Linked DNA regions of Anas platyrhynchos: region 1 is linked to region 2. Evidence: chromatin contacts called from public Hi-C data. All regions are on one chromosome and are shown on one strand. Each heading gives the region's core, a stretch centred on a gene start, on an enhancer-like site or on the middle of the called end of the contact. The rest is flanking DNA. Distances are from core to core; before and after follow the strand shown.

Evidence for each region. Hi-C and Micro-C count contacts between places; a contact is called where the count stands out from the background.
Region 1: a contact with region 2 is called in a Hi-C map of liver, with 2.3 times the contacts expected there. The contact joins two enhancer-like sites. A contact is called at or near these places in 2 of 8 Hi-C or Micro-C datasets (liver and skeletal muscle).

Annotation. Positions count from the first base shown.
Region 1 is chr3:48,747,409-48,750,108 of IASCAAS_PekinDuck_T2T, reverse strand. All of the region lies in intron 17 of QKI (QKI, KH domain containing RNA binding), which reads left to right. Among named protein-coding and RNA genes, the nearest start is that of QKI, 350 kb to the left of the region's middle. Within about 2 kb of position 1,273, at least 1 of the 8 cell types and tissues checked has an H3K27ac peak or open chromatin away from gene starts, as enhancers often do.
Region 2 is chr3:48,693,559-48,696,258 of IASCAAS_PekinDuck_T2T, reverse strand. The region is part of intron 24 of QKI (QKI, KH domain containing RNA binding); the gene reads left to right. Among named protein-coding and RNA genes, the nearest start is that of QKI, 400 kb to the left of the region's middle. Within about 2 kb of position 1,423, at least 1 of the 8 cell types and tissues checked has an H3K27ac peak or open chromatin away from gene starts, as enhancers often do.

The sequences.
Region 1 (2,700 bases), core at 24-2,523, 54 kb before region 2:
TGCATAGATAAATTCACTCCCAGATGAGACCTTGTGACAGTCATCTTCTGCAATGTACTTCCATCCTTTTCTGACACTTCCTGTGGATGGATATGCCAGAATTTGTGTGTGGTTACAGTGTGTGAAGAGCATGTCAAAGACCCCTTTTAACAGTCACTGCACGCAGCAGAAGTGATGGACAGAGCTGGCTGGGAAATTAAGTTGATGTTTTCTGAGAAATTCTGAAATTACAGAAGATTTTCTGTTAAACAGAATAAACAAACAAAGATGTAGTTATTTCCAGAAGGAAAAAAAGAGAAGAGAAAAAAAAGGAGAAAAGGAAATTGGAATCATATCAAAGACTTTTTGCATAGCAGAATCAAAACCTTTGATTCTAATTCTAAATTCAGCCCTCTAAAAATTCTGTATAATAAATGTACCCATATAAAGGAATGAAAAGCCATAATATTGAAACAGAAAATCTACATCTTCCTTTCAGAGATGACACGAAAGAGCACTCTGATCTTCCCTGGATAGTTAATTTCTCTGTGCTTTGGGTTTTGCATCTTGCAACCTTTTTTCTTGCTTGCCTAATGATATCAGGTGGTTTGAGCCTAGGCTTCTCTTTCAGCATGATATTTGTACCACACTTGTTGAACTAGGCAGCACAGAGCTACAGAAATAACTGTGCTCTTCCAAAAGGAATTTTCTTGGACATCCTCAACCTCTGAAAAGGATCAAGCAGGCAAGAGAGATGGGGATGGCAGAGTCCCAGGCTCTCCTCCAGCCAGAGCAGAGAGGTGGAGTGGTTTTCCCCTAGTCACACAGCTAATAGGCATTAGAGTTGGGATTAAACCCTCACCCTGTTTGTATGAGAAACACCCATGTTCTTCCTTTTACTGGATATGAGGCAATATCTGTGTTATGGTGCTCTGTAGGTACATTAACTACACTGACAGACGTGCTGTATAGCCTGCATAAAACACGTGAAACCAATGAAATGAATTTGGAGGCCGAATTTGGAAGCTGAATTGTTGCTGTCTGGGTTACAGTCCTGCAAAGCCAGCTTTTAGGAGAAAGGCTGATCAAAGCTTTGCAGAAAAGCACCTTAAGCCTCAAGTGTCACAGCACTAGCAGTCAGGGTGGTGATGCACTAGGATGTACTGTGTGTGTGCTGGTGGGCTAACACGAGCATGAAGCAAACATCTTTTGAATGACTTGGTGCCAGAGGGGGCATGTACAGCATCCCGAGACAGCCTCGGTGAGACATCTGACTGATTAGATATTGAGGTCAGGCGCTGACATACCAAGGTCATGCCACATGCTGTTTTCCTCGTGCAGCTGGGCTCTGATAACAAAGCAGTTGGTAGGACCACCCATCAGATAAGGTGGCAATTTTCTACAGGCTCAAATTGTTGTTGCAGCAAGGGAGGTCCAGATAAGATCAATCAGGCTCTGGAATGATTCAGCCATTCCTCGTTTCTCCCTCTCCCTGTCCCTCTCCCTTTTCCTCTCTCTTTCCCTCTCCCTCTCCCTTTTTTTTTTTTTTGTGAGGACACAACCTGTCTTTTGAATACGAATTTAGGGAGCACTTGTGGAATCCCATACCATCCTTGCAGCAAAATGAGAGGATTGATTTATGGGTTGGATCACTGAAAAACAGTAATTCTTCACTCTTTATGATGTTTTGTCAGAAGGTGCAGTACCCTCCAGTCAAAGAAGCGTGATTTCAGCTGGGTTTTCAGAATGAGAAGTGTGTGTGTGTGTGTGTGTGTGTTTGAGAATACAGCAGCTCCTGTAACACAGCAGTTAATAAGACATGGGCACATTAATCATGTGACAGGTATTGAGTCTAACAGGGCAAGGCAGCAGGTTTTTAAACCAGCCAGTTAAGTTACTACCTGGTAGAAAAAGGCTGATGGCGTGCCCCAGGTTTTATGCCACTGTCTGCAATTAAAGTTATTTTTTATCCTTTTTTTTTTTTTTTTCTTTCTGTTTTAAAGTTTTGAAATGTCTTTTGGTACCTATAAGAATATAAGCACGTGGAACTGGAACAGAAGGCTGTGCAGCCCCTTTCCAGTTCTTTTCCTGTTGCTGTGCTGTGGCCCAGTCTGTACCTCAGGAGTTTGCACAGGACTGCGCTGTGGTCCCTCTCCTGCACCATGGCTCCAAGTGCTAGACACAGCTGAATTCGTCCTGAGGGTCACAGCACAGAAGAGAGACTTCAGTGCTGTGAAACAGGCAGGATTGATTCTTCCCATTGGACTTTGTGATCAAAAAAGACCTCAGCTGTAACCTAGAGATGTGACCCTCCGCCCCCTTTATGTGACTCTACAGGCAGCTTTATCGTTATACATGTAAGCCATACGTACCTCTGCCTCTTATTATCACCCACCCTATTATGAGTGGAAAAGTCAAATGGGAGGAAGAGTTAGGGTAATCCTGATTCATAAAGGCAGATGAGCCCATGCGTCTTTGGTGTCCTTTATTTAAGGCATCTCCAGTCACTTCAGTTGTGAAGTTGTGCTCCAGCAATACTTATTTTCTGTTGCTAAAAAATGTTCGTTATCAGGAACACAATAAACTAAAGGAAGAGAGCTTTTCTAAATGAATCCTTCCCATGATTTTGTAAGCTTTCTGCATTTAGAGCCTTTGTCAAACACTGCTTGCCATGGTAGGTTGAGAACAAGTGGTTAGATGAGCCATATATGACCAAATATC
Region 2 (2,700 bases), core at 174-2,673:
TGAACATGCCTGTGGCTCCTACTCTCTCTTTGTGTTGGCAAATAACTGAGCTAGAAGTCAGGAAACGTGAAGTTCAGTAGTGGAGAGTGCTATGGGGTAGGAATGAGATTTTTATATTGAGTCTGAGAAAATTAAAAGCAGGAGAGATGTGGAAAGGTCTTTTTACTTAGAAATACCAAAGAATATGAAGATTGTGACTGATAACAGAAAATTAGAGGAGAATAGGTTGGTAGACAAGGTGCCTAGGAAGAAACAGTGGGATTAGAAGCAAAAGCTGAAGAAAAAAGGTGCTATGTGTGTGTGAAAAATATTGTTGCATCTCATAAACAGGGGCAGAAAATATGAATTTAAAATTAAAGCATAAGAAATCAGTGAAAAGGGGCTGCGGAAAGTCGTGGCAACAAAGGAAAAATGAGAGTACGGTGACTTTGGTAGCAGTGTTTTGAAAAGATTAGGTCCTAGTGATTTCATAGGGTAATACTCCTTTCCTCACCCCTTCTCTTGTTTCACAGGGAAGAGGAGGAGGGTAATCTGTCATTTATTTATATTTAAAATGTAACTATCCCACGTGTGAGATGGAAGTGAGAGCTGTTTGGCTCCAGAGTCTGCCACAAGTAGTCCCATGAGAAACCCTCTACTTGTCAGGCCTCTAATATTATACTGTGACAACTCTATGCCATGGCATTCTAATCTTCCCTGGGACCCAGAGACTGGCCCAGTTACAAGGCCAAGCTGCCTGGTTTCATTTGGTCTTCCCTGCACCAGCTTTAAGCACAGGATTGGTGCTGTGAAGCAGAGGTGTGCTTGTGTGACTACAACCACAGAGCAAAAACACAGCCTTCTGAAATAACTTGCACATGTCCTTTTGGTTGTCTGCTAGTTGTGCCGGCCCAAATATAAGGAATGTACCTTCCAAAAATATTATCTTGGAGGCAGACAGCAGTGTACTCTCTCAAGGGCAAAGCTGAGAAGCAAAAGAGAGTACTGTGGAGCAAACCCCTTCTTTTTGTTTTTAATTTAAGGAAGGCTCGTTTGGTTAAGCTTGGGCTGGATGGCTTTCAAATGCAAATCCTTCAGACTACTTTCAGCGAACCTGATATCGTCTTTGAGTCAGACTAGTCTCTTAAAATGCAGCAGGACCAAAAAAGGACTTGTGATTAAGGAGACTGCACATCCTTGGTGTCCTGGAAACATTCCAGGGTATGAGATGATATTTCAGTCCTTTGCATTCCTAAGAATGTCCTTTTGTCCCATGAAAGGCTGACATCTTCCTGTGTCATAACGAAAGGATGAGCCAGAGAGGGAGGTGTCTGTCTAATGAATCAATCCAGAGACCAACTAACAGGCTCCTGGTAGGCTGGCTGACTGTTGCTTTTCTGGGCTCTGAAATGAAGGGGTGTCAGGGCACTGATGCTAATCCCTGTCCTCTGGCTGCCCCCTGTTGGCTGATCTGCCCGGTCTGCAGTGGACCTGGAGTCCTCTGTGCCTTGCAGTGTTTGCAAGAGCTGGGCACAAAGGGAAAAGAAGTTTAAGGAAAAAAGTTTGAAATAAACTGGCTAGATTTTTTTTTTTTTCTTCTTCCTCTTCCAATACCTTCTGTATGGTTTAAGTCTTAAATGATTATGAACACGCAGTTAACTTTTGGGATGCTGTGCTGGGAGCTGGCAGCTACTTTCATTTCTGGTTCATATTTTATTTCAGTGGTTTTCTCGCGCACAAAACATCCAGTGCCAAAATTGTTGCTAACTTTATAAAGACAAGATGGCTACACCTTGTAAAAATCACCTTTGCATGAAACAACTAAATCCAAAATTCCAGATAAGTAAACACTCTCTGTTTAGGTAAAGTATATGGAATTGTGAATGCCAGAAGCTCTTCCCTCCGCTACTCAAGTATAAGTTGCACTGCAGCACGTAAGAACTCCAGCTACCTAACTGAGGGCAGAATTGAGGTGTTTCTGATGGAAAGTAGTTGGAAAAGATATGACATTATTCTGCCACAGAAACTTAACTCCCCATAGATTGTTCTTAAGAAGGACATAGGAACTCTTCTTCTAGACTAGAGGGCCATCTAGCTCAATATCCTCAGGCTGGCAGGGCACCCAGCAGATGCTAGGAGAAATATGTAAGCAGAAGGCACATTCAGTGTGATCTTTCTTTTTGTGTATCCATCACCCAAGGGCCACTATTTTTAAGAGTTGTTACGTAGAGATTGAATAAGGGATGTCACATTTATAGTCACTGACAGAACAATTCACTCTCTAAAAGTTGCTATGTTGCTGATGCATATTCACATGTAGTCCTGCTAACCTTACAAAGTCCATGAAGCTGTAGATGCTTGTCTCTACCATGTTTTGGCTAATACTTCATAAGCAGTACGGTGAACTAATCTTCCATTCTCGAGACATTTCCAGTTCTACTTTCAGAGCTAGGATCCTCACCTGCTCCTCTTCCTCCTTGTCATGGTATGTGAGTAATCCACATCCCAAAAGTGCCATCTGACCTATCTCACAAGGTAGCTGTATGCAGCTGTCTTCTCTAGAGATACCAGATAGTCAGTCAATTGACAGACTGTCCAAACAGTCTCTAGCTTTCAAAATAATCTTCCATGAGCCTATGAGGTGGGTAAATAAATGGAGTGACTGTCCTGTTTTGTACTTTCAAGCATGTAGCAGGAACAGGAAGAACCCTCTCTGTAGCT